Linked DNA regions of Sus scrofa: region 1 is linked to region 2. A link is a contact called in public Hi-C data. All regions are on one chromosome and are shown on one strand. Each heading gives the region's core, a stretch centred on a gene start, on an enhancer-like site or on the middle of the called end of the contact. The rest is flanking DNA. Distances are from core to core; before and after follow the strand shown.

Evidence for each region. A called contact is a pair of places that touch in the nucleus more often than the background predicts.
Region 1: a contact with region 2 is called in a Hi-C map of skeletal muscle, with 4 times the contacts expected there. The contact joins the promoter of HOMER1 here to the promoter of JMY in region 2. A contact is called at or near these places in 1 of 5 promoter capture datasets (liver), 9 of 47 Hi-C or Micro-C datasets (alveolar macrophages, embryonic fibroblasts, fetal heart ventricle and 4 more) and 1 of 2 datasets of contacts at active chromatin or transcription factors (skeletal muscle).

Annotation. Positions count from the first base shown.
Region 1 is chr2:88,252,503-88,255,202 of Sscrofa11.1, reverse strand. HOMER1 (homer scaffolding protein 1) reads left to right here and starts at 1,360. Exons shown (of 9, transcript NM_001243811.1): 1 at 1,360-1,730. The coding sequence starts at 1,726.
Region 2 is chr2:88,020,151-88,022,850 of Sscrofa11.1, reverse strand. It overlaps JMY (junction-mediating and -regulatory protein), which reads right to left and starts at 1,279. Exons shown (of 10, transcript XM_021084484.1): 1 at 1-1,279.

The DNA of each region.
Region 1 (2,700 bases), core at 111-2,610, 230 kb before region 2:
CAGAGAGCACAGCCCGCCCGCCGCTGGCCACTAGGGGAGGGGGGGGAAGGAAAAAAGGACGGACAGCCGAATCTGCCGGCCGGCCTAGCTCCCCACGAGGGCCGGCTCGGCCCCTGACCACCAGCCTCCCCACCGCCCTCGCGGCTGCCGCCTCCTCCAGCTTGCTGGCCGCAGGGCCCCGCCGGGCCTTTGGGACCCGTCAGCACCCCAACCCCCGGCTCCCGGTCGCGTCGGGGCGGCTGCAACTGCCTCGCGCCCCCTCCCGCGAGCAGGGGGAGGGACCGCACAGCTCCTCGTTCTCCCCGCCCCCCTCCCCCGCCCCCAGCAGCCCGCTCTACCGCCGCGCTCGCTTCTCGCTGGCTGCACTGACCTGGGAAGCGGTGTCCTCCGCTCTGCGAGCGGCGGGCGGAGGCACAGGCAGCGGCGGGCTTCGGGCCGCCCGGCCGGCGCTGCTCTGCCGAGCGGGAGCTGGAGGCCGGCGGAGCGGGGCGGTGATGGAAGTGTGAGGAGGCGGCGGCGGGGCCCGGGGACTGTGAGGCGGCGTGTGGCGGCGACGCGGAGCGGGAGAGGCGAGGAGCAGGGGTGGGGGCGCTGGAGCAGCGGCTCTTCCGCGGCTGCGAGCCCCGTTCCCCTGCGCCCGACGCAGGATTAGCTGCCCGCCTCGAGTCGGGCGGGCGCCCGTCGACCCTTCAGCCCTGTCCTCCGCCTCTGCTCAGCTCGCCCCGGAGCTGGGCGCCGGTGCTGGGGGCAGCGTGGGGCTTGGCTTTCTGATTCATTCATTCTTTGCCGCTGGGAGCCTCAGACCTGCGGTGCTCCGAAGAGAGGAGGGAAGAAGGGCAGCCGCGAATGAAGGGCCGGGCGCGAGCCGGGCTTCATTGTGCTCGGCGGCGGGGGGCGGGCAGGGGCTGAGGGAAGTGGGATCGGGCCCCCTCCCCCCTGTTCCCCGGCGTGCGCTGCGCCCCCAGCCTGCTGCCAGCCTGGAAATGGCTCCGTGTGTTCTCCTCGGGAGAATGGATCGATCCTGCCCAGCCTTCTCTTCCTCCTCCCCGCCTCCTCTCTGCTCCCGGTCTTAGGAGGGGGAAAAAAAAATTAAAAGACAGATTCCAATGTGGACTGCCATGCACGTCGCGAGTTGCCAGGTTCGCACTTCGAGGAGATTTTTCTATATAGCTTTTTCTAATGTGAGCGCAGGGAAGCAGTGACATTACTGCTTTTAGGATTTTTATTTTCTCTTAGGGATCTCTCCAGTGCACGTCGCATTGGGTTGCACGCTCCACCCCCAGGGACCCGGTGTGGTGGAGAAATTTGAACCCGCAGCCTTAGTAGCATCGAAAAGGCCGAGTTACCTGGCTCTCCCTGAGTGTGGAGGAGGACAGGAACGAAATGACCACCGAACTCATTTTTCACAGGACTCGGTGAAGCTGGATTCTGCGTTTTCCGACACGTAGACTCATTTTGTGGAATAGAGTTGACCGCTGTCTCCTCCGCGCAGCATTTTAATTCTAACAAGCAAATGCCACCTCTGTTTGAACGTTTTGGTATTTCCCAGAAAGAAATCATTTTATCTAAGGGAACTAACTGAATTTACAGCATCACTGAAATACCTCCAGAAAAGGATCTCGGGGGGTGGACAAGCTACTGCGAAATAGCAGACGGAGAAATTCCTTTGGAAGTTATTACGTAGTATAAGAGCAGAAACTTCAGAGCAAGTTTTCATTGGGCAAAATGGGGTAAGAATTTTTGTGTTTAACACCACTTCGAGTCTGTTTATGTATTTGTGTGATAGAGCGGTGGTGGTGGATTGTCTGTGTTTTATGTTATCAAGCAAATTTGCCACCTTGCTAAGCTAGTGTTAACCTTTTAACAAGTTATTTTTGTGGAGTGACACCGGAGGCCATAATTAAGGAACGCACGTCTGTTACTTGTCACCAGAATATAGTTTTATTAGTGATATTTAAGAAGACAACACTTCCTGTCCTTTCTTGGTTAAAGTGCCGCAGCAGTTTGTGATCAAAGTAATGTTGTCATAGGTTTTGTTGCCGATTTCTTTCAAAGAGAAGTACTGCATTCTCTCGGTGCCTTTAGAATAATCAGGTGCACAAAGGAACAATTGTAAAGTATTGAGCGGTTGGATTTCAGTCCTTGAAAATGATCCAGTGTAAATTGTTGCCCTCACTGTGCCCTCTGTTTTGCCCTTGAATAGCCATAGCTAAAATCAATAGAATTGACTTATTGGGGCATTAAAACGAAAATCTGAAAGTCTTACTGACAAGGGCTCCCCAGTGCCCTGTGCTTAGTTGGAGATCAGAGCCTAAATAAGAAAAGCTTTTTGTTGAAAGAACTTGTTCACTTTTCGGTTTTGGTTTTTTTGTTTGTTTGTTTTTTTGTTTTTGCTTTTGTGATCATGTCATCAGTTTGTGTTAACAGTGTCAGATCTACACCTTTCAGATCCCAAGTCAAGCAGAAGTGCATTTTCCAACTTTTTATTAACTCTTCATACAGTAACTCAATAAAATGAGTGACTCCTCCTAATTTAAGCCAGACAGCTATTATGTATTGATGGAATAATGATCTGGTCGTTTCATTGACAGATTGTCAATGCTTTGTGTCAAAAAAGAACTTCCAGAATTCCCCCCCACCCTTTTTGGTGGTTGAATAAATGCATCTAAGATGTAGTTAGGAGACAGAGATTGAAAGGAT
Region 2 (2,700 bases), core at 30-2,529:
CTCAGAATCGCCACAATGTTGCTATTCGGCTGCTGACGTCGGCGGCTCCACGAGGGACGTAAACACGGGCACGTGCCGCACGCTGGTGACGCGGCGGCGGCGCGCACACCCCGCTCGCGCCCGTCGGCTCCGCCCCTCGGCGTCCCCGCCCCGGTCCGCTGGCGGCCGCGCGCCGGCTCTTTTCTTCCCGCTCAGCACCTCCCTTCGAGAGCTGGAGGCGGGGAACTGCAGGCATTGAGAGTTGCAGGTGTGCCCTTCGGGACAGGTGGTCTCCGAACCCAGTTAAAGAGGAACAAAGACGGAGGAACTGAGATTTTTTAAACTCCAGCCATTCAAAGGGACCCTCAAGTGTAAATTTTCCTCCATTCGCCCAGAGGGATAATTCCTACATTCAGAAATAACTCGGTAACGTTTTGTGAACTATGTGCTGAACTTTACTGGGATCTATCTAGACTATTGGATTGTCCCCTAACACCCTTCCGACATTTTAAGGAATGAAGGGAAGGTGTCTGAAAGACAACCCAGTAGAACTCCAAAACAAAATAAATGAAAATGCAGCCCTGTCCTAGCAGTATGAATGCTTACATCTCGGTTCATCTGTGGTTTATTGCTTCAGGTTTCATCATTGTGTACTGTTCTGTGAACCTCGTTTTGAGGTCACAGGTTTGAGCCCTGTTGAAATTGTATTCAGTTATCAGAGTTCCCAGAATGCACATACCAAAAAAAAAAAAGCAAATCTGAGGAATTCTGCTATTCATACTGAAATACATTCTTAAAATTGACTAGTGGATTTTATAATCCAGTTTATATTATTAGCATTCTCTTTCCTGCTAGTGTCCAATTCATATTGCAGTTATTCTCTGTTCACAGTAAAGTACAATGGGAATGATTAATTTTATTCATATTTCTAAAAGATATGTGAGAACAGATTAACCTTGTATTGTCATCCATGCTTACCTCAGTATTGTCCTGACGTCTGAAAAAAACCAGCAAAAAGTTTTTGCCCTGTCACTCAGCTGGACATTTTAGACCTATAGATCTGCTTTGACCAAAAAAGGAGTGTTGGGAAGGGCCACTTTGGGTAGGGCAGGATGAGCAAAAGGGACTAGGACAGGTTTTAAAAGCTTTTTACAGTTCTTTATGTGAACCATAAATTGTCAAAGCTCATAACTGAACTTGTGGCAACTCTCAAATGGAAATCAGACATATCCCTTATGAAAGGCAAGACAAAAGAAAAAAAAATCCATTGTAGGAGTTCTCATTGTGGTCAGCATTAAGGAACCTAACCTGACTAGTATCCATGATGACGTAGGTTCGATCCCTGGCCTTGCTCAATACGCTAAGGATCTGGCGTTGCTGCAAGTTGGGGCATAGGTTGCACCTGAGGCTCGGATCTGATGTTGCTGTGGATGCGACATAGGCTGGCAGCTGCAGCTCCAATCAACCCCTAGCCTGGGAACTTCCTATGCTACAGGTGTAGCCCTAAAAAGACACAAACAAATGAACAACCCAAAAACAACCACTGCAAATGAGTATAATCAGCTAAGCAAATAATAACACATTTTAGAAAAACTACTGCTAGTTTTTCTGATAGGGAGTTCCTTCGGTGGCACAGTGGGTTAATGATCCAGCTAGTCTCTGTGGAGGCACAGGTTTGATCCCGAGCCTGGCGTGGTGGGTTAAGGATCTGGTTTTGCTGCAGCTGTGGCTTGGATTTGATTCTTGGCCAAGAAACTTCCATGTGCCTGCCAGTGAGGCTGAAAAAAAAAAAAAAAAAAAAAACAAAAAAAAAACAAAAAAAAAACCCAAGTTTTTCTGATAGAAAGTGATGAGATGAGATAATCACTAGCTCTCATAATATATTACAGATAAGTATGAATACTGAGAATGAATGCCAAAAGAATATGTTTATGGGAAATATATTGTTTACATATGTATTAGAATTGCAATCTTCCCCCACAGAAATAAAATTGCATCTCTTCAAAATAATGCTAGAGAAAATGGGTTCCTAGTCATACAGGTGTTAAGTATTTTCCCCAATACTCTGGCAGCTGTGTTTTGTCAAAAGGTGGTGTCAATGTTTCTCATTTTCTCTATCTTATAATTGTTATCCTGGAAATAAAAAGAAGCAAACCAGAATTCCCATGGCATTTTAGGTAGTATTTTACAATTCTTTATTTAGGCTTGTATCTGATTGTTGAGCAAGGTCTGAGTGTATAAATCACTCCCTGGGAATAAGGAGAGTTATAGAAAGCTACATTTTGACCTTGTTCCAACTTCAGTGTTGTGATTCTTCCACTGGGACTTGCTGTAAACTTTACACCGTATCTTTTACTGCTACTGACATCTTGAATACTGTAGGGTGTGCTGGGATTTTTGACTCTATGCTCTGCAGTCAGGACCTGCTGTAGAGCCATTCTCCTTTCTGAGTCCTACTCAAAGGTGGCACCTTCCGTACCACCTGATTTGAGAGCTTGAGACGTTTTCCTAGGTGTGGAATGTGTTGCCGGCAAAGCGGAAGGAGGCTTAGCAGTCATTGCTTCTTTCACTGTAGTTGTGGCTGCATGATGCAGTTATCTGTCCTTTATTTTGAAGGGAATGTCCTGCTGGGATGTGCCGAAACTTTAGTGAGTAGGCAATTGCCTGAATTTTTGTAGAGTTTGTCTTCCTCCCTCTGGAGTGCATATGTCTTACCAGGGT